Regions from separate parts of the Mus musculus genome. Here regions 1, 3, 4, 5, 6 and 7 are each linked to region 2. The links are chromatin contacts, called in public Hi-C, HiChIP or PLAC-seq and promoter capture Hi-C maps. All regions are on one chromosome and are shown on one strand. Each heading gives the region's core, a stretch centred on a gene start, on an enhancer-like site or on the middle of the called end of the contact. The rest is flanking DNA. Distances are from core to core; before and after follow the strand shown. Region 1 holds the start of 1700016J18Rik (a long non-coding RNA gene). Region 2 holds the start of Scml4 (Scm polycomb group protein like 4). Region 3 holds the start of Bend3 (BEN domain containing 3). Region 4 overlaps Sesn1 (sestrin 1). Region 5 overlaps Armc2 (armadillo repeat containing 2). Region 6 holds the start of 1700027J07Rik (RIKEN cDNA 1700027J07 gene). Region 7 holds the start of Mtres1 (mitochondrial transcription rescue factor 1).

Region 1 (2,856 bases), core at 49-2,548, 840 kb before region 2:
TACTTTCTTCTTCTGGCCTCAGAGGGCATTACAGGCACACTGTACACACACATACACACAGGCAAACATTCATACACATAAAACAAGAATAAATATATCTTTAAAAACCCCTATCTCTACTGTTTGCTACCAACAGCCACCAGAGCCACCTCCTTCATGTTAAAGACAACATTGCCCATCAACATTGCCGACATAGGGTTTGCTGGTGCACCCTCTTTCCCCAGCAAATCAAACACTCAGGGCTCTTTCCATGACTGAATTACTTTGGCATTAAATGAGCATCCAAACAGGTGCAAGAAAAGTGCTTAGATGTCAGAGCAAGTGTTAAGTCCCCCGAGGATCTGCAGCTCTGTGACCTTGAAGGGCATTAGACATCTCTATACCCGAGTTCTCTTCTGTTAAAAAAGCATGGATAATGACCAACTCTCAGGGCAGCTTTCAGCATTGCATGAAATGTCCAAATGCTTTAGCACGATGCTAGCTAGCTCTTACAATACTAAGAAGTACTGTCCAAGTGCTGGCTGGTCAAGAAAGATCTTCCTAGAATGAAAATACTCACCAACAAGAGAAGTCACAAAAGAGACTATCTGTCCAATGTTTTCATGCATATCATAAATTTAAATTTTCAACTAGAGAATACCATCCTTGATTTAAAAACAAAATAAAAACAAACAAACAAAAAAACCCAGCGTTTTTATCTGAATGTCAGTTATCCCAAATCTATGCAAACTGCTAGTCAAAACCTTAGGGATTTACAAAAATGGGATACATATAGTGTGACTTATTTTCTACCAAACGAAAAGAATATGATGTCGGGATGGAAGAACCTGCGGTAATACTTGTGGCATGGGTTGTAAGGGGCATTCTGTATACATACGGTGTAATTAATATTGTTCCACATACACTTTATTGAGGAGTCATTTGTTACCTAGGAAAATCCTAGTTTGTTCTTGTGGCCTGCCTCCACAGAGTCCCTTAGTCTATCACTCTCTCATTCAACCAGTGTTACTGGTTACTCCTGTTAAATACCAGGCAACTGACTAAATGCTCACAGTTACAGAAGCTGACTCCTGTGCAGACCCCGAGAGTATGCAGCAGCACCCCTCGACCCTATCTGGGAACAGAAGAGAGACTGCAGGAGGGGTCCCTGGTGAACCTGCAGGGGACTCCTCACCTCCCGCACGCACAGCTGCTCTCCCACTCCCGGAAAAGCCCGCTCCTTCACCGGTCCAGGTTAGGGCCGAGCGCCTCAGCATCCTCACCTCGCCCTCCCGCCCTCCCGCGCACCGCCTTTGCCCTGCTGGCTAGCATCTCCATGGTAACCGTACACAAACCACCTTTCGCTGCAGGCCGAGCGGTCAGCCTACAGATCCAGGACGCCGCAGAGCGAAGCGGGATGCGCTGGAGTAGGTGCTGGTTGGGGAATCCGGGCTCGACTCAAAACACCTGTGACAAGCGCTAGACACTTAGACCCCGGCGGAGTGTGACGGCCTTCCCGCTCTCGCAGGGCAGCAGGGACCAGGAGGAGGGGCGGGGCGGGGCGGGGCGGGGCGGGGCGGCCCTGCTCCACTCTCCGCCACTGAGCCTGCGCCAATCCCTCTAGCCACGCACGCGTAGCAGCGTCGAGGCGTGGCGAGGGCCCGTGCGGGAGCGCGGGCAGGAGCATACCCACAGGGGAAAGGCAAGAATGGGTGGAGGGGAGTCTTCTTTTACATTAGCAATATGTTCAACCATGTTTGTTTCTCCCCGTAGGATCTCCAAGACTGTTAAACAACTGGCAGAGGAACAATGTAGTGTTTTGGGAAAGAGTCGGTTATTGATTATAGACGTCAACGTCCACCTGGAACGGTTCCTTAGCATCTCATCTCTTATGCTTCAGGCAGAGAGTGCTATCCCTGTGTGTGAATAGCTGAATCGTGGGCCGTAGCAAAATAAATGTGAAGAGCTGTGAATGTAGCAGTGAATGTTAACCTGTTGGATATCATTAACTCCTTGCATTTGGGCAGCACTCAACCGTTTGTAGAGCGAGCTCACAACAGAGCAACTAGGGACCCAAGGTGAGATCAGGAAGGAGCGATTTAAGTCTTGGGTTGCTATGGCTAGTCGCTGTGTGTTCTTACTGAATCACTACAACCCAACAGGGGAAGAAAAAAAAAAGAGTCCTGTGTATATGTTTCTAATTCAAACTCTGTTTGCGTCTACACTGGATCATTGGGTAACACTTGTGAAATACAAGCGAGGCATAAGCTCTAAATTTACACTACGGTATATAAACATAGGGATTATCAGCAAGTGTTGTCAACACTGGGAAAATGCCGTATTCCATGGTGCCAAGGGTCTTGTAAAGAATAACTAAATTGTATCTATTTTGCACAGTTAATACCTTTGATGAGAAATGACACCTGGAACACTGAGTAAAGGTTTTCCAAGTGCTTAACAAGATTTCCCACATCACAGACAAAGAAAACTCAATCATTGATGAAGTTTAGGATCCCAAACTAAATATTATTTTTCACTGGGAACAGGATCTATCCTATGAAGTCCCATTTGTGTGTCACCAGACTCAACTGTGCAAAAGGACATTGCCTGTTGTATAGAAAGCATAACTAGCATTTTGATCTCATAGTTTGTGAGATATGATAAAATACAAGTCCATTTGGGTCTCTTGGTGGCTGTTTATAAATACAGGTGTCTATCTGACCCTTCATGGAGAGTCAGACTTCTCCAAATGTTTTGTTATTAAATGACTGGTAATCTGATATTAACTCAACCTCAACATCTTTCTGAATGATGGTGGGTGAAAAATGAGTATATCGATAGCCAATAGAAATTCAGCTTTACATCTTCTTCTCACCC
Region 2 (2,700 bases), core at 12-2,511:
GTCTGTATCTTTCATAAAATAGAAATTTATTGAGAGCTTCTATGGGCCAATCTTGTTTCACTAATCAGCCTTTGATTCCCTTGGATGTCAAAGGGGACACATACTACACTGTTGGTACAAATTTTTGACTCTTTATGGCACTTGGTAGGAATGGAGACTGCCATCCAAGCTGGGCCAGGCCCCGGCCAGCCTGGGAACCACCTTGGGGCAGAGGAGTCAGGGCTGTGGCAGGCAGCGGACCTAGGCAGAAAGGACACATGCCACCCAGGGAATTCCTTCTTTCTTAGTAAGGATAATGCTTTGACTTAAAAAAAACATCAATTTCCTGTATCTATTTAATTTGAGGGGACAAATTTACTTCACACTACATATGCATTCAAATTGTAGGTCCTTTTTAATTTTTCATACTCAGTAACTGGCTAAGCTGTGACCCAGACCTTCCAAATTAGTTTAATGTCAGTCCTGGCTACAAGCATGCTCCCTGTCCCTAAAAGCAAACCCGGTAGACAGCCTGTATTTGTAAACCAGGTATCTTATAAGACACACTTGAGACACATCCCATTTCCCCAGATGAGTCAAGTCAGCAGCAGAAAACCTCGACTCACTTTATAAAAAGAAGGGAGGAGAAAAGGCACCTTCTCTGGTGTAAACTGGTTTAGTGGACAGGCAGTGGGTATGGAGGAGAGACAGCAGCCCTTTCCCAGGCAGGTCCCAAGAGTGTTTGGGCATGGAGAAACACTTCCAGATGTGCACACACAGATGTGGATTAAACGTAGGATAGGCAGCTTTAGAGCTAACAGGTACAGCCACAGTGTGTCATCAGTACAGGTCCACACCTCTGACAACACACAGGCTTTCTGTTGGTATACCATTGTTCTTTCTTTCTTCTTCTTTTCCCCCCAAAGCCAAACATTAGCCTTGTCAGATCGTAACAGTCTTATAAGCCTGGTGTGGCCCTCACTGCTGCAAGACTGGGACAAAGAGATGATGTTACAGTCTGGTTTCTATGGCAACGGAGGAGGGGTAATGAAAACTGAAATGCAGGAAACACCCATTCTGACTATTGTGACATAATTCAGTTTCTTACAAGGAAGTAACTATCTAAGAAGCAGAAGTATCATTACCTGGCGGCTGCTGTTCACAAAAAGCTGTGCTGTGTATTTCTCTTAGCTGGTCTGTCTGTACAGAGGAAAGAAATAACACACACACACACACACACACACACACACACACACACACACACACACACACACAGAGTCCTCGCTTTCTGCATGTAAAATGTGTGTGTGTTCTTTAGAAGCCAGCGGTTGGCTGGTTTTCCGGACATGATGTGGTTGAAGCTGTCATCGTAATGGAAATTCACTGCTGTAGCTATGGTAAATCGAGTGTTCTGCCTGTACTGAATGCATTAGTCTAATGAGATGTTTGCAGCGGCGGCGAGCTGGGCTGCTGGCGACTAGCTGTGAGGCAGGCGTAGCACACGGGTGGAAGATAGCTTGTGCCATACTCGCAGTGTGTGTGCAGGAAGTCACCTGTCTTCTAAGCCACCACTCCAGACCTCAGCAAGCAACACCCTGGTCAGGGCTCTGTGACCAAGCTGTAGGTAAGGGAGACGCATGCTGGCGGGTGTGCTGTGGTACATTGTATGGCTCCTTCTCTTTGGGCTGGCGGCACAACAGGTTACCTGCTTTAGTTTATTTGGGAGGGTTTGCATGCCTGCCTCTCTGGCAATGCACGAGTGTCTGGTGCTAAAACTACTGAGCCCGGTGGGTAAACTTCGGATCCTAACATGCAAAATATAATGTTTGATTTTTTTTAACTATATATCAAAGGGAGATTTAAAGTAAAAACACAGTTTATAACCATTTTTGACATGTATACACTTAACCTCTCTTTAAGTCTATATGTAAATATGTGCAAATTTTTTATTATTTCAAACATGAATATGGTTTTTTTCCTAATAATAATTTTGTCTTATTTTGTATTATTAATTTAAAATTTGTAGTATGGATTAGGTTACAAATATTTACCTAAAATTGATTATTAAAATTGGCTGTGATATAAGCACTCATCAAAGCATTTGTTTTCAAATTGAATTTTATTTACTTGTGTTGAATGCTGCAGATGGGATATTTCATGTGTTTTTGTTGGTTGCTGATGTACCAGTCATAGATAAGGAGAGTATTAATTGTTTGCAAGTTCCTGCTATTAGTTTTTTTAGGAGGAAATAACTAACAGGTTAGTATGGAATGTTTGGAGTTTCCCCAAGTTCAAAGACAAAGTCACCTCCTCCCCTCACACAGTCCTATGTGACCCCAAATAGCTTCCACTCATTCTGCCTGCAGCCCCGGGTGTCGTCTACAGGTTGCTCTGCGGATGGACAGGACCAGTGGGTATGGCTGCTGAGTTAGCAGTTTTCACTCATCATTGATGCGCTTGAGTCTAAGTTCTTGCCGTTATTTTCGACAATAAGCCAGAGGTGGCGGCTTGCTGTGTTGTCTTTCTAGGGTCATGACATTTCTCAAGAGGGCTAGGACCATCAGCAGCTCTCTGAGAAATGGGGCTTTGTAGCTGGGATGCTTGAAAAGTGATCCAGATGTGGTTGTTGTGTGTTCCATGTTTTTAATTCCTTTCTCAACTAAGGAACATTTTTTTTTGAAGGGTAAGAGACATAGATGTCTTTCCCTCCTCAAGACTTTT
Region 3 (2,783 bases), core at 221-2,720, 620 kb after region 2:
CCCTCCCTTCCTCCCTCCTCCCTATTTTAAATGTAGATAGGGCGACCCTAGCCTTTTGAATTTGAAGGGCTGCTATCTCGGGCCCATTCTTTCCATCATCCTGTTTTGAATGACACTGAGCACGTATAGATTCTCTTATAAAAGCACCCCTAGGATGCTGGGCTCCTTTCTTCAAGCTGCTAGCTAATTTTGCATAGCAATTAGTACTGACTTCTCCAAGTCTGCAACCCAAACACCTCTCCAGAACGTTCCACAGTCCCTCCAAGGTCCAACTCTGCGCCATTAGATTTCAAACCAGAAGGCGAGGAACTTGCGTAATGATTAAATTCCCAATTTGTGTGAAGACACAATAATCTCTGACTACGCGTTAATTCCAACCTTAGGCCGCGACTGGGCAGCTAGGAGCCAGCATGTACGTCCTTTTAAAATCTATTCTACGTATTCACTGACCGCGCCGGGCCGGGCCACATGGTCCTCTCTCGCAGCCAGTCAGCTGTAGGCAGCAGATGGGATCATTTGCATTTTTCTTTTTAGACATTTTTTTTCCATCGGCAAATTAAAGGATTAAAAAAATTTTTTTTTCCGTTCTCATTGTTTACCAAAACCAGGCACGCAGCTTAAAAGTTGACTTGGGCTTTTCTTTTCCCTCCACCCCCACCCCAAGTCCCCGAAAGTTGGAGAACTGCGAGGGGTTGGTTTCTTATTTCTCAACTCCGACTCTGCAGTCCGGGAAACTAGGAGACGGTCGGTCTTAACTAACTCGGCGACTGGAGTCTCCCAGTTTTCCGCGCTGAGCCCCGTGGCTCTGAGTTGGTGGCATGAGGGTCCCCAAGCGCGTGCTTCGCTCCGCAGCCTCAAGCGGCAAAACTTGGGCTCTCGGAACTCAGGCTTTACGGGAGAGGGCGGCCACCCTGCCGGGGGAGTGGCCAGGGCTCCCCCAGAGCCCGGGGTCGCTCTCCAGTATACCCCCCCAACCACGAATCCATGCAGAACTGGAGGGGGGGCGCACCCCGAAGTCTTTGTGCCCGGCGTGGCACGGGAAGGTCCGTGCGATGGTGCGGCGCCACAGCCGAGCGCCCCAAAAGCGGGGGGCGCGGGCGGAAAAGACACGGCGCGTTGCCTCCCACCCCCACCCCCCGGGGTTAGAGAAAAAGTAGAGAAAGAGGCGCCGGGGCCACGCTCCAGCCCGGAGAGCACGTAGCCGAGAATGCCGCGGGGCGCTTTCCCGTGGGTGAGAGCCGCCCTGGTCCGCCGGCAGCCGGCGCGGGCCCACGTGGAGCCGCGCTGTGCAGGCCGAGCGCACCCGCCCCGCAGCGCGCCCCAGCTCCCCGCCGCGGTCGCTCACGCCCGAGCGCCGCCGCCGCCGCCGCCGCTGGTCCCGCGTGTGCCCCGCTGAGGGGGAGGGGCGGCGCGGTGGGGGCGGAGGGCTTGAGGTTCCACTGCAGCGGGGGCTCCTGTGTCCTTGTGCGGAAATGACACACGGAGTCCCGTCACGTCACGCGAGAGCGCAGCGCACGGACACACACAAAGAGAGGGGAAAATACACGGCGCCCGCCCGCCCGCCGCCCCCAGCCAGTCGGCGGGGCCGCCCCGGCCAGGCCCTGCGCGCTCGGCCCCCACTGCGGCCCGCGCGCCCGCCCCCCGCACGTGGCGCCCGAACTCGGCGCGGGTCCCGCTCCGCAAAGTAACAACTCTCGTCCCAGGTGAGTGTGGGCCCCGGTCGGGGCCGCCTGCGAGCGGCTCGCCGCCTCCGCGCGGGCTGGAAGGGGGAGCGGGCGCCCACGGGCTCGTCGCGCCCCATTGTGCCGCGCGCCCCTTTGTGCCCGCTCGGAACGCCGCGACTCCATGGCGTTCCGGGAGCACGCGCGCCGCGGCCAGGGAGGAGGAGGAGGGAGGGGAGGACGCACGGTGGAACGGTCCGCGCCGCCGCCGCCAGGCCGGCCCCACTCGCGCCGCGCGCCGGCTCTCCACCCCCGGCGGGCCGGCGATGGAGCGGCCGAGGGCCGCCGGGGAGCAACTGCGCGGCGCCGGAGCGCTCGCGTTCGACCGGCCTGTGGCGGCGATGGAGGGGTGTCAGAGGGAGCAGAAGGGCGGGGAGCCAGAGGCCGGAGAGCCGCCGCTCGGAGGGACGCTGCCCCGGGGAGGCAGCGGAGGGAGCGAGGCTGCCGGCGGCTGGGAGCGGGGTGCGGCGAGCCCCGCCGCCAGGGGGCGCGGCACCCTCCCGGGCCGTTCCACGGCGCTCCGTGGTTCCCGCTGCCCGGCTGGAGGCGGGTCCAGCGCGGCGCTCTGGGTGTGCACCCCAGCGAGCGCGAGGCCTTCCTGGCGGGCGGTGGAGCCGGGCCGGGGCGCTCGCCGCCCCTCGTGACTTGTGCCCGCCACGATCGACGTAATTTCCCACGCAGACTTGGCTCGGGCTGTGAGGCGCGGAGTTGTGAAGGCCTTGTGGGCTGGGACTCAACTCATCTGAGTTCTTTTTTTCTTTTTTTTTTAAGTTTGTCCTAAAGTAGAAGTTTGATCGCTCAGGTGGCCCGCTTGGGAGTATTTTGGAGGTGGAGGCCAACCAGAGATGCTCAGAATTAATGTTCACTGTTTGGAAGTCAGAGAACTTCCTTTTAGAAGTAACTTTTGAATGTTTTCCTACAAGTAACACGTCACTGAGTAGAGGGGAGGGTGCCAGAAATCTATAAAGACCCAGAAAACCCAGGCGAGTGGGGAACGTGTGGAAATGTCCCAGATAGAGGTTTTAGGTTTGTCTCTGTTTCGGTTCCATGCCTGCAGTTTTT
Region 4 (2,705 bases), core at 183-2,682, 980 kb before region 2:
AAGTCAACTTGTAAATAGAAGCTGAAGCTGGTGTTGTAAATGTTTACGCTCTCCCCATCCTTTGATACATTATCAAAGAAAAATAACACATGCATTCTGGTTTGGTTTGTTTTTTTTTTTTTTTTTTACTGCAGTCTGCACTATTATTAGCAAACCTGTGTTTTAACAAGTCTGACAAATTTAGAAAATAATGGATGATCACAGCAAGTCAAGCCAGTCTACTTACAATATTGCGATTTAGGGAACCAAAACTAGCAATTGTCAGGGTGGGTGTTGGAGTAGGTAGGGGCTTAGGGTTTCAAACATGCCAGGCATGTGCTCTCCAACCAGCCATGGCCCAGCAAAGGATTTACAGTGAGTGCCAAAAGGGACTCAGGCCAGTGAATGGCTCAGCCTGGTTTGACTCCATCATAATCACCACCCTTCTACCTCCCCACCCCTTTCACCTCCCCACCCCCTCAGCCTCCTTCTACCTCCCCCCACCCACACTACACTACCATCCATCTTCCATGGACAGGTAGCAGGCAGAGAACAAAATTAGCCTCTGATCTTCACACCCACTCCAAGGCACATGTGCCCACAACAGACATCATGCACATGCATGTAAATACATACATACATACAAAATAAATTAAAGAGAAAATTAAGCGTAGCCCTTGGAAATTTTCACAGGAAATACTGGAAATTGCTTTAGAATGCTTTCTGAATTCAGCAAGACAAAGCAAAGTGAAAGAAACCTAACCTTTGTTTGTTCCTGCCTGTATTGTAAATTAGCCTTCAGAGTAAGGGAGTGCTGAGACCTGAAAAAACTGTACATGACAGTGACACCAGCAACACTCTGGAAACGTCTCCAGAATCCTCAGGAAACGTGTCCAAGGCGGCTGTGGCCTGCCAAGGAGGAAAAACAGGACCTGGGCCGCCTTCAGTTTGAAGGCCATGTTTGTGTCTGGCTGATCTAACCATTGTTATACTCTTGGAGGTGCTCTGCTGCCTTTCAGTATTCAAGTTTCCCATGAATGTTGGAAATTGTTAGGTCATTTAAAAAGAATTTCTTATAAAGATTCCAACTCTTATTTCCAACCTGTACAAAGAAAGTTTTCCACAAATTCTATATTTTTATTTAAATGCATTAATGGCAATTTTAGTATATATCCTATTTAATATATATTCTATGTGTCATATGAAGATGAAAGAAATAAATGATTGGTATGATATTAATATATTTTTTCAAGAGTTGATGAAGAGATTTTTATCAGTTACTTTTAACCTGGGACAGTGTATCCTGCTTTATAAGTTGTTGTGTTCTGCTCTGACATCTGACACTATATAATTTAAAAGAAAAAAAATTGAAGGTTGCACCCCATTGGTATCTGGAGCAGTTGAAGTCTTCGTGTTTGTCTGCTTTGTGATTGGCTGATGTGTTGCTAGGCATGTGTTTTGTTCTTAGAGAAAGTTAAAAAGTTGAGGGTGACCCATTTGAAGTGCACCCTGTGGCTTTGCCTGCCCTGCCCTCTCCTTCCCTCCCCTCCCCCATCTGCTGAAGTTTAGAATTGTTTTTTAACCCATCATTTTGTAAAGTTAGCATACAGTATCTTAACATTTTTTTAAGTTCTAATTGTGTCTGGTGCACAGACTAAAATACAGATTTCATTTTTAATCTCTTTTGGAGTGAGTTTTTAAATTTAGGTATAAATGAAGTAATAGCTCCAAAAGCTATTTTTTAAATTACACAATATCTATATATTCATAGTCTAAGACATCTTTTCTACTTGCTTATGTCATGTATTTAGTGTCTTGAGCTACCTTTGACTTGTATCAGCATGTCCCCTCAAAACCTTTGGTAACGTCTAGAGTCGTAGAAGACCAACAGTCAATCCCCACACTCGCCTCTCCTGGACCTCCTAATAGTTCCAATCTGATCCATTCCCTTTTAATTTGATGATGCTGAGAAGTGACTGTCTGCTGACTGAATGATGCTATTTAACTTCATCTCAATAGAGCCACCTCCCTATCACTTCACCCTAACTGGCCCTGTGGATAGTTAAAGCCAAGCTGGGTTACACAATGTTCCACACGTCTTGTCAGACAATGGTCTGTACACAGCCAGTGTCTGACTTGCATGTGCCGGCCTGACTTAACAAGTGAGTTATACATGCTGCTCGGCAACCTTGTCTTGCCAGTGCAAGAAAGAAATCAAAGCGGCCTGGAAGTATCTGTAGCTTCCCAAGGAGGAGGGAGAGGCTAAAAACAGCTAACCCTGGAACAAGCTGAGCTGCCCTGCCTCTGAGGACTTATGCAGCCCCCAAGTCTCCATATCTTTAACAAAACTATATTGAACTGGTTGTCAAGCCCACACTGAGCCAATACTTTAATTGACACGCCACTTTAAAGTCTACATGCTCTCGCTGCTGGTGGGCGCACACAAAGGCACCTGGGAGGCAGCAGCTCAAGCCCTCAGAGCTTAATGATGTGCATCTCTAAGAGACAAACGAGATAGAGATAATGCACTGTCACTCACGGTGAGTACTGTGAGCTAGCTTAGGCCCTAAGACCTTTCTCTTACCAGAGAGGAATACAAGTACTGTGAGGCACAGTTACTAGGTCAGGTGGGCAAAGTAAGATAGCCCTGATGATCTGGAGGTCACAGAGATCTGAGAAGAAATACTAGGTGGAGTAACAGGGAGAGAGGCTCTGAGACAAAGACT
Region 5 (2,700 bases), core at 136-2,635, 880 kb before region 2:
TGGGATGTTGAGGTTTTCAGAATGGCAGACAAAAGACTGTAGACCATCATCTCTGCTTTTTGGATTTTTGAGTGTGCTTGAACTGGATAAAACATGCACATGGGGCTGGAGAGATGGCTCAGCGGTTAAGAGCCCTGACTGCTCTTCCAGAGGTCCTGAGTTCAGTTCCCAGCAACCACATGGTGGCTCACAAGCATCTGCTATGGGATCCGATGCCCTCTTCTGGTGTGTCTGAAGAGAGCAACCATGTACTCACATTAAACAAACAAAACAAACAAGCATGTAATTCTAAAAGTAAATACAAATAGCCACGCAGTATAAGAAGACCGCCGCTCATAGTCCTAGGTAATTAATCCACTTAGAGGCCAAAGGATATGAACAGACTCAGTATTGAAGAAGGCAAACAAAAAGCCAGAAGTTGTTAAGTCAACAACAGTCAATTTCCTTGACATATATAGGAAACACTTAAATTTGCTAGAAAGCAGGTTGGGGAGATGGCTCGGTGGGTAAGGCACCTGCTGCTGCAAGCTTCAGGACCCAGGCTTGGATCCCCAGCACATATAAAAGAAGCCAGGCATGGTGCTGTAACCCCAGAGCAGAGGAGCAGAAACAGGCAGATCCTGCGAGCTCACTGACCAGCTCAGTGTGGCCAGAATGTGGCTCCATGTCCAACGAGAGACCATCTCAAAAAATATGGTAAAGGGTTCGAGAAAAAGACTCTGACATTGAGCTGTGGCATCATCTATTGGAGTAGGAACCTGCTCTAACACATCAAAACCCCAAATTACTAGAAATTCAGGCTTTAAATCCATGTGGTCTTAAAAAAAAAACAAAAAACCAAAACGAAACCCCTACACAGTGTGCTTTTCAATGTAAAGCTGAGCGATCAACTAGTTCCCCAGGAAGAGTGAAATCAGTCAACATGCTCCCCCCAGGAAGAAATGATTATCAAGATGAGTCAGAAATCACCCAAGTTTAGTTACCTCCAGACCCTTCTGAGACTTCTCAGACTCATTTTGAGAAGTTAGCTAAACACTGTGGTATAAGAATTTCTTCTCGGTCGTCTCCCAGGAATCCCCACTAATGTGGTTGTGTCTTGCTATGGCCTTGCTTCTGTATCCCCATGTGGTCCTCACTGCCCCCATCACCTCCATTCCATACCCTATCCCCAGTGAATTCTAGAAACTGAAGCATGTCTACAAACACACAGTGTGGCCCAGTCTTGGGGAACAACTTCAAATTTTAAAAAGGACTTTCATCTAGGTTCACTGCTTGCTAAATATAAAAATAATGATTCAACAGGAAAATTGGGTAAGTCAGGCAAGAAATACTGCCTGTTTTTGAAGATTCTGCTGTCTCCGTGGTTATAGCTGTTAACCACAGCTTTCAGCTTTGGACCCAACAGCTTGATACATTGTTAGCATTGGCTGGTGTTTTTAGCATGCAAACGTAAACCCCTTAGCAACAATGTTGTCTAGGGAATTGGAAGGCTTAGATTCTCCTGAGTTCTAGATACATTGCAGGTGACCACTAACTGTCTCCTTACTGGTGAGGGGCTAGTTTGAAGATAACATCTTTTACACGGTGCTAGATTGATATCATTTATCATCATTTTTTATTTTTGTTGAGACAAGGTCTTACTGTAGCTCAGAATGGCCTGCAATTCATAACCCTGTCTCTGTTTCCAAAATGTTCAGATTATAGATGTGTACTCATAGAGCCCGACATAAACTTTTGTGTGAAATGAAAAAAAAAAACTATGAAGAATATAACAGACACTGTCCTACCCTGAATAGTTTGGTTCAATGCTAATAATGTGCTACGTTTGTATCTTTTTATTTTAAAGACAACAACAACAACAAAAACCTTGAAGGCTTAAAACCTTCTTATGCCTGCCTTATCTAGATCCTTCCCCATGGGGGGGGGGGTCACCAGCCTTTGAAATGGGGGTGACAGCATGTTTGTTTTTCTAGGTGTGACACAGAGCTCCCTAACTCTTGTTTCCACAACTTAAGGTTTCACCTGCTGCTTGTGTTGTACAGTCAATGTTACAATGTTACAGTGTTACAATGTTACAGTGTTACAATGTTACAGTGGTATAGTGTAACAAATGTTCCCTGGCTCATTTTTCTCACTGCCTGACTTTGCACCATTTCTAACCATTGGTCTGTATTATTTCATATTTCCTCAGGCAGAATAAAGTCCCTAAAGGGCTTTCATAATATAGTTTCATTTAATGTAACAGACAGCTGTCCTACCCTGACTAGTTTGGTCCAATGTTAACAATGTGCCACATTTGTATCTTTTTCTTTATTTTAAAGACAAAAACAAAAAACAAAAAATCTTGAAGAATTAAAACCTTCTTCATTTAAGTGGGCAATGCTTTTGAACTTAAGTTTAGATTTACACTGATATTAAATCTGCACACAAACCCTCCAGATACCTTCAAGCTATAATTTCTGTGAGTTTCTGTCTACATTGAAGGCAGCAGACCTGGATACTGGTTTAAGACGGCAGTGAAAAATGAAAACTTAGAAAACAAATGGTTTCTGAGCAAGTTGGATCCAGTTCCTGAAGTTGTCGAACAGAGTTACTAAGGGCTCGGTGTGGCACTCTAGACTCTCCTTGACTTCCACCTAACATTTGTCTTTGAAAAACAAGTCACACTGTTTAACAGCACAAAGATCTTGAGAATGAAGG
Region 6 (2,835 bases), core at 51-2,550, 890 kb after region 2:
CCTATTCCTTTGTCACTCCTAAGGATGTTGGTGAGAGGGGTATTTAAATCGCCTTTCTGTCACTACAACAAAATGCATGAGATAATCAACTTACAAAGAGGAAAGGTTGTCCAGCTCATGGTTTTAAAGGTTCTACTCCATAACCAAGAAGACCAATTTCTGGCAAGCCTTTGGTGAGGTTGCCGGAGGCAAAGTCTATCTTTAAGCATGTTTGAGCAAACTCCTCATACCATGGCCAGAAGAAGCAAAAGAGAAAAGAGTGGGTACCACAAGAAGATGTGTGCCTCTTCTGGGGCACACATCCAGTGATCTAGGACTTCTCTACTAGATCCCACCTCTCCCCACAATAGCATTGACTGGGGACCATGCCTTCAACGCATGGAGGTACACCAAATCCAAACTATAGCAAGGACTAGGTAGACTCACAACATACAGGCCATGTTGTCTTTGCCACCCGGTGAAGTGAATCACAGAACATCTTTTGAATAGGAACTTTCACCTTTTGTTATATCAGCAGGAATGCAGGCAGCCAGGACTCATCCAATATGTGCAGCTTACCAAAGTCCCAAGTGGACTATATTAATGCTCTGTGCTTAAGCCATACCTCTCAGAATGGGGCTGTGGCTCTGTTACCACAAGTCCTTGCCTCTAACAGGATTGAGACCCTGGGTTCCATTCCCAGCCCATCCTGCACTTCACTAACAGTAATAATAAGCCAGGGTTCCATCCCCAGCCCGTCCTGCATGTCACTAACAGTAATAACCCAGTGAAAACAAGTGTCTCCCACACCCCTCCACGACTAATGACACAGGACACTCAAATATAAAAGGCATGAGTTGCTGGCAGTCATTTCAACTATCTAGAACCCTAAGCTAGTGCACACTTGACTTTTCCTCTGTTCTCCGTTAGGTTGACACTCAGCCAGCCCTCCTGTTTACTAGTTGTCTGAGAGAAATTTAGAAAAACAAAACAAAACAAAAACCAAACAAACAAAAAAATGGTTTTAGTACAACCTAGGTCACATTCTTCTCATGTTGGTTGCTGCATAGTCGGAAGGGGTTACGTCAAGGGAAATTGACACCTACCCTTCTCATTTGCTCTTTGATTTGCACACTCATCAGAAGACTAGAGCCATTTGATACTTCACAAGATGATTCCCCTTAGCAGACACTGAGGGAAGGGGGAGTCACCTGGCCCCAGCATCTGGTAACTGTTCCCATTTCAACTGTTGACTCAATAAATGCCCTTGGGCAAGTCACTGAACCTCTCCACATTTAGTCTCTGGGGAATGAAATCTGCCAACTGTATTATGTGGGTTTGAACCTCACTGCCCTCTGGGATAAAAATAGGAGAGGACCAGGTGTCAGCTGGTCCCAAACTGATGTAAGGATGGCGGCCATGGGATCTCAAAGATGTCCTTGAGCTATAAATTCTATAATAGGGTCACGGGACACAGAGGCCCTCAGGCATTTATTTGGCTTGTGTGATAAATTCCAGCCCTTGAAATTTTTCCAGCCACTCTTGAATACTCTGCCTGGCCCCGCCCCCACTCCTCAGTATTTCTCCCGCCATAATACTCAACTCTGAATGCTGTTGCTTTGTCACAAAACTCTTGGACCGTAAACTTCCCAAGGGAGGAGATAACGTCAGCACAAGCTTCATTGTCAAGTACACACCAGGCAAGTGGGCATACTACGTGAATTGTTTGCCATATGGACGAGTGAATGAAGACTTCCCAGGCTCCAGAGAACATTCCACTCCTCTGCCTCTGGGATCATCCATCCCTGGCCAACATAAGGTAGGATCTGACCCCATTTCCCCACCATACTTACCATCAGTGGTGAGGATCACTGTCATCTTTACTGGATTTACAATCACCTAGAAACATGCCTGTGGGTGTATTGGGGAGGGTGTTTCAACTGATGACTAAGAAAGAGAAAGCTAGCTGAATACCATGAGACACTGTCTCAAGCTCCAGTCTTCATTACTACAACCTGCTCTCACAGCCATCCATGGCGAGGGCACCCTCACTGGGGGGGAGGCTATCCCTCAAACAGTGTGCTGAAGTGAGTCTTTTTTTTTTTTTTTTTAAATGGTTTTTTGAGACAGGGTTTCTCTGTATAGCTGTTGCTGTCCTGGAACTCACTTTGTAGACCAGGCTGGCCTTGAACTCAGAAATCCGCCTGCCTCTGCCTCCCGAGTGCTGGGATATCTAGACCAGGGTGGCCTCAAACTGGTAGAGATCCCTCTGCCTCTACCTTTGTTGCTGGGATCGAAGGCCTATGCCATCATGGCCGGCTCCCTCTATTCATTCTTTAAGGAAGGTTCTCTTTACAGATGTGGAAGAACAGTCTCAAGAGCAGATGTCAACACCATAACCAGAATTGTCCGGATTTTTGACTGAATGTAGGACTCATTTAGAGTCACGTGTCTGATGTTATGTGTAAAGACTGGCCAAAATCTTATCCCTAGCTTACATACAAGCACAGGCAGATAATTAGCCAAACTTCTTCTCTTGACTCTGGCTAAAGGTATCTAGGAAGTCAGGGACAACCATATAAATAACTTTCACGCTGAACTCGGAGACAATGGAAGTAGTTCAGACATCTAAAAACTCAGTGTAAGAGACTCCTAGTGCCACTGCTTGGCACAGAAGGGAGACTCAGCCCTAGAAGGCCTATGCTTCAGGAGAGGGCTTGACTCTCTGGGTTTCCCTATGCCCTCCTCCCTGAACAGATAGTTTCAGATTCCAGTGGAAGTCATCCAACAGACCAAGATCCCTCACTTTCCTCCCAGCATTCCTGCTAAATACAGCATCCAGGTCAACTGGAGTCA
Region 7 (2,700 bases), core at 177-2,676, 680 kb after region 2:
TGCATCACAAGGTGGAAGATAAGGATGGTGTAAGCATGCCAGAGAGAGCTTGTTTTCATAACAAAGCCACGTACTCCCTTAATACCCACTAATACCGACTGTCCATTCTTCAGAAAGAACCTTCATGGCCCTGCTCTTCCTAAAGGTACTGCACCAAATTCCTAACACATGAAACTAGGGGGACACATTCTGGACAAACTAGGGACCTTTGTTCCAGACAGGCCTAGAACACTCTCACTTAGGTATCTGCAAGGAAACTCACCTTCAAGTCTAGACTCAAACACATCCCCTCAGCGGGGCCTACCCATTCCATTCCAACTATTCCAACGCAACTCCACCTTGCCAATCGGTCCCCTTTACCACACTTACCCCACCCCCAGAGCTAATCACAGGCTGCTGTGTAATTTACCAGATGCTGTCTGCATGTGCATACACTCCACAAGACTAGACTTCTTCTTCATCCCTGTTTTATTTATCTCACGTGCACAGAAATAGTGCCTGGTAATTAAAAACTTGCAGAAGCTAGGAACGCTGTTGCAAGCCTATAATTCAAGCATCTGGGAAAGAGGCAGGAGCTCACGTGTTCAAGGACATCGTTCACTATAAAAGTAAGAAGCCAGTCACAACGAGGCCGCCTTAAAAAAGTCTTATAGACCTAAGTCTGGAGGTCACCCAGACGGCACGAGAGATACAGAGAGTTTTAGTAGGAAAGTAACCCGGCAGGAGTCCATATGAAAAAATCTCCTTGACGGCAGTTTGCATTAGAGATGACTAGGAAAGAAAGCCCGTAAGGTTCGTTTCGGGTGAGATTTCTATAAAGCTATAGACTCTATAACGAAGGCTAAGACTGGCAGAAGAGCAGTGTTTAGGATACACAGGCAAAGCTGTCCTTGACCTGCACTACGCTGGGAGTGGATCCACGTTCCTTAGCGTGTCACCGCTCTGTAAGACCCGGGCCTGGCCTCCAGTTGGTTGGGTCTACAGCTACGAAACCCTTCCCTTCTGCGGACGTCGGAAGCGGACTTCTACACAAGATCGAGTTCCCCTGGAGCCCTCCCATCCCGAACCTTCCCCAGGTCCCCCAAGGTCAAAGGAAACTGGACACTCCCACGCCGCCCAGCCCCGAGTCAGTGTGTCTGCAGCTTGCTGCACCCAAGTCCGGGGACGCACAGCCTGGGCCAGCTTAATTCCCACGGTCCCGGGGTTCGAGAGGCGTCCCTAGGCAACCCCAACTCTGCGGAACGGGAAGGGTTCGCAGACACGGCCGGAGCGCCGCAGGGCAGAAGCCAGCCGAGGGCGAAGCGCCCGGCGAGGGGCTGAGCCGGCGGGCCAGTAGGGGCGCACTCACCTGCGCAGTCCGCTGGTCCCTCCCCGGACCGCGCCGACCGCAGGCGGGAGCCACCTCCGCACCTGCCCCGCCTCTTCCGCCCCAGCCTACGCAGAGAGTGGACCCCTAGGCGCATCTGAGCACGGTGGTGGCCTCACAGCGTCCCCTGCTGGACGCGGCGCCTTGGAGGACCACGCTGTTGAGGTCGGGGTGTGGGGAAGTGAGGTGGGGGGGGGGGGGGGGGGGAGAGGGGACGTGGGAGGCCCATCCCAGGCCCGCTGAGCTTGGCAGCCAGTTCCAGAAGAATTTGGTTTGGAAGCAAAAGTTCTTTCTCTCGAATAGCCAAAGCCCTGAACTTCTTAGTGAGTTATAGATGTTGTCTCCAGAAAACTGTCTTAACATCACAGAATATAAGAGTTTACTTCTAACCCGTCCGTGTGTAGGTGTATCGCTGTAATCCCAACACTGGAGAGACCGAGGTAGGAAGAATGGGGGTTCAAGGTTTTCCTTGGGTACATGACTAGGAAGTTCGAGGCCAGGCTGAGCTACAAAGAAATAAATATAAATGGGAATAAATAAAATACCTCACATTGGGTGTGATCCTATCATTGGGGGAGTGGAGGCAGAAAGATCAAGTAAGTCACTTGACCTGTCTTTGGCTACATAACAAGCTTGAGACCAGCTTGGGTTACATGAAACCCTGTCTCAATATATCAACCCCTGACCCCCCACCCCCCAAAAAAAACTAAGTCACACCGTTTTCGTTCAGTTTTCTTGCCATGCCAGAAGTGATTGGACAGGGGTTAGAGTCTAGGAAAACACGGTTTAGTGGAACCAGTGAAAACAAACCTTGGGAGTCAGATGGAATATAGCCCAGACACTAGAGTACAGTCAGTTTCACAAAAGTTGTTTTTTTGTTTTGTTTTGTTTTGTTTGTTTGTTTTTAAAACGTAAATACTTTTACGTGTATGAGTGTCTTTGCCTGCATGTACCATGTGCCTCTATGCTGAAGGAGGCCAGAAGAGGGCATTGCATCTCCTGGGACTGGAGTTACAGATGGTTGCTAACCACCATGCAGATGCTGGGAATGGAATCTGGCTCATCTGGAAGAGCAGCCAGTGCCCTTCCCTCTGGAGCCCAGGTTTAGATATGTTTGCGTTAACGTTTGTTGGGATATATGCTGTATTAAACGAGAAGTAGCCTTCCTGATTTTCTTCTTTTTCAGACGTTTCCCTTCCAAGTCTGTGAGCTCTGTTCCCCGCCTTTTCATTGATGCTCCTTTCTCCTAAGTTGGCACAATAGTTTCTTGATTGTGTTTGTATAAGAGGAATGCACAACTACAAATTGTTTCAAATGCTGAAATGATACATCTA

What was found. Promoter capture Hi-C pulls out the DNA fragments that hold promoters and counts their contacts. Hi-C and Micro-C count contacts between places; a contact is called where the count stands out from the background. HiChIP or PLAC-seq counts read pairs in DNA pulled down with a chosen protein or histone mark. Capture Hi-C pulls out chosen DNA fragments and counts their contacts.
Region 1: a promoter capture Hi-C map of liver shows a contact between it and region 2, with 2.0 times the contacts expected there. The contact joins the promoter of 1700016J18Rik here to the promoter of Scml4 in region 2. A contact is called at or near these places in 1 of 115 datasets of contacts at active chromatin or transcription factors (double positive thymocytes) and 1 of 9 other capture datasets (liver).
Region 3: an H3K4me3 HiChIP or PLAC-seq map of forebrain shows a contact between it and region 2, with 3 times the contacts expected there. The contact joins the promoter of Bend3 here to the promoter of Scml4 in region 2. A contact is called at or near these places in 8 of 39 promoter capture datasets (the HPC-7 cell line, cranial neural crest, embryonic stem cells and 4 more) and 5 of 115 datasets of contacts at active chromatin or transcription factors (astrocytes, embryonic forebrain, epiblast stem cells and 2 more).
Region 4: an H3K27ac HiChIP or PLAC-seq map of thymic regulatory T cells shows a contact between it and region 2, with 5 times the contacts expected there. The contact joins the enhancer-like site here to the promoter of Scml4 in region 2. A contact is called at or near these places in 1 of 39 promoter capture datasets (pre-B cells), 2 of 484 Hi-C or Micro-C datasets (CD4 T cells and CD8 T cells) and 2 of 115 datasets of contacts at active chromatin or transcription factors (memory CD8 T cells and thymic regulatory T cells).
Region 5: a contact with region 2 is called in a promoter capture Hi-C map of pre-B cells, with 2.4 times the contacts expected there. The contact joins the enhancer-like site here to the promoter of Scml4 in region 2. A contact is called at or near these places in 5 of 39 promoter capture datasets (the C10 cell line, hippocampal neurons, liver and 2 more), 1 of 115 datasets of contacts at active chromatin or transcription factors (double positive thymocytes) and 1 of 9 other capture datasets (liver).
Region 6: a contact with region 2 is called in an H3K4me3 HiChIP or PLAC-seq map of the 230-238 cell line, with 10 read pairs. The contact joins the promoter of 1700027J07Rik here to the promoter of Scml4 in region 2. A contact is called at or near these places in 2 of 39 promoter capture datasets (liver and pre-B cells) and 1 of 115 datasets of contacts at active chromatin or transcription factors (the 230-238 cell line).
Region 7: a Hi-C map of liver shows a contact between it and region 2, with 7 times the contacts expected there. The contact joins the promoter of Mtres1 here to the promoter of Scml4 in region 2. A contact is called at or near these places in 4 of 39 promoter capture datasets (the 3T3-L1 cell line, cranial neural crest, frontonasal cranial neural crest and 1 more), 1 of 484 Hi-C or Micro-C datasets (liver) and 2 of 9 other capture datasets (embryonic stem cells and liver).

Annotation. Positions count from the first base shown.
Region 1 is chr10:42,016,856-42,019,711 of GRCm38.p6, forward strand. It overlaps 1700016J18Rik (a long non-coding RNA gene), which reads left to right and starts at 1,299. Exons shown (of 3, transcript XR_871596.3): 1 at 1,299-1,406; 2 at 1,753-2,057. It overlaps Armc2 (armadillo repeat containing 2), which reads right to left and starts at 1,527. Exons shown (of 18, transcript NM_001034858.3): 1 at 1,338-1,527.
Region 2 is chr10:42,859,251-42,861,950 of GRCm38.p6, forward strand. It overlaps Scml4 (Scm polycomb group protein like 4), which reads left to right and starts at 1,262. Exons shown (of 9, transcript NM_172938.3): 1 at 1,262-1,603.
Region 3 is chr10:43,477,670-43,480,452 of GRCm38.p6, forward strand. It overlaps Bend3 (BEN domain containing 3), which reads left to right and starts at 1,471. Exons shown (of 4, transcript NM_199028.2): 1 at 1,471-1,703.
Region 4 is chr10:41,879,524-41,882,228 of GRCm38.p6, forward strand. The region is part of intron 1 of Sesn1 (sestrin 1); the gene reads left to right. Among named protein-coding and RNA genes, the nearest start is that of Sesn1, 70 kb to the left of the region's middle. Within about 2 kb of position 1,433, at least 47 of the 459 cell types and tissues checked have an H3K27ac peak or open chromatin away from gene starts, as enhancers often do. A contact at or near this core is called in CD8 T cells and thymic regulatory T cells, where this site is marked.
Region 5 is chr10:41,977,651-41,980,350 of GRCm38.p6, forward strand. The region is part of intron 6 of Armc2 (armadillo repeat containing 2); the gene reads right to left. Among named protein-coding and RNA genes, the nearest start is that of Gm33058, 20 kb to the left of the region's middle. Within about 2 kb of position 1,386, at least 78 of the 459 cell types and tissues checked have an H3K27ac peak or open chromatin away from gene starts, as enhancers often do. A contact at or near this core is called in pre-B cells, where this site is marked.
Region 6 is chr10:43,744,858-43,747,692 of GRCm38.p6, forward strand. 1700027J07Rik (RIKEN cDNA 1700027J07 gene) reads left to right here and starts at 1,301. Exons shown (of 4, transcript NR_040581.2): 1 at 1,301-1,798. RefSeq lists an enhancer at 1,281-1,821.
Region 7 is chr10:43,539,592-43,542,291 of GRCm38.p6, forward strand. It overlaps Mtres1 (mitochondrial transcription rescue factor 1), which reads right to left and starts at 1,427. Exons shown (of 4, transcript NM_026411.2): 1 at 1,349-1,427.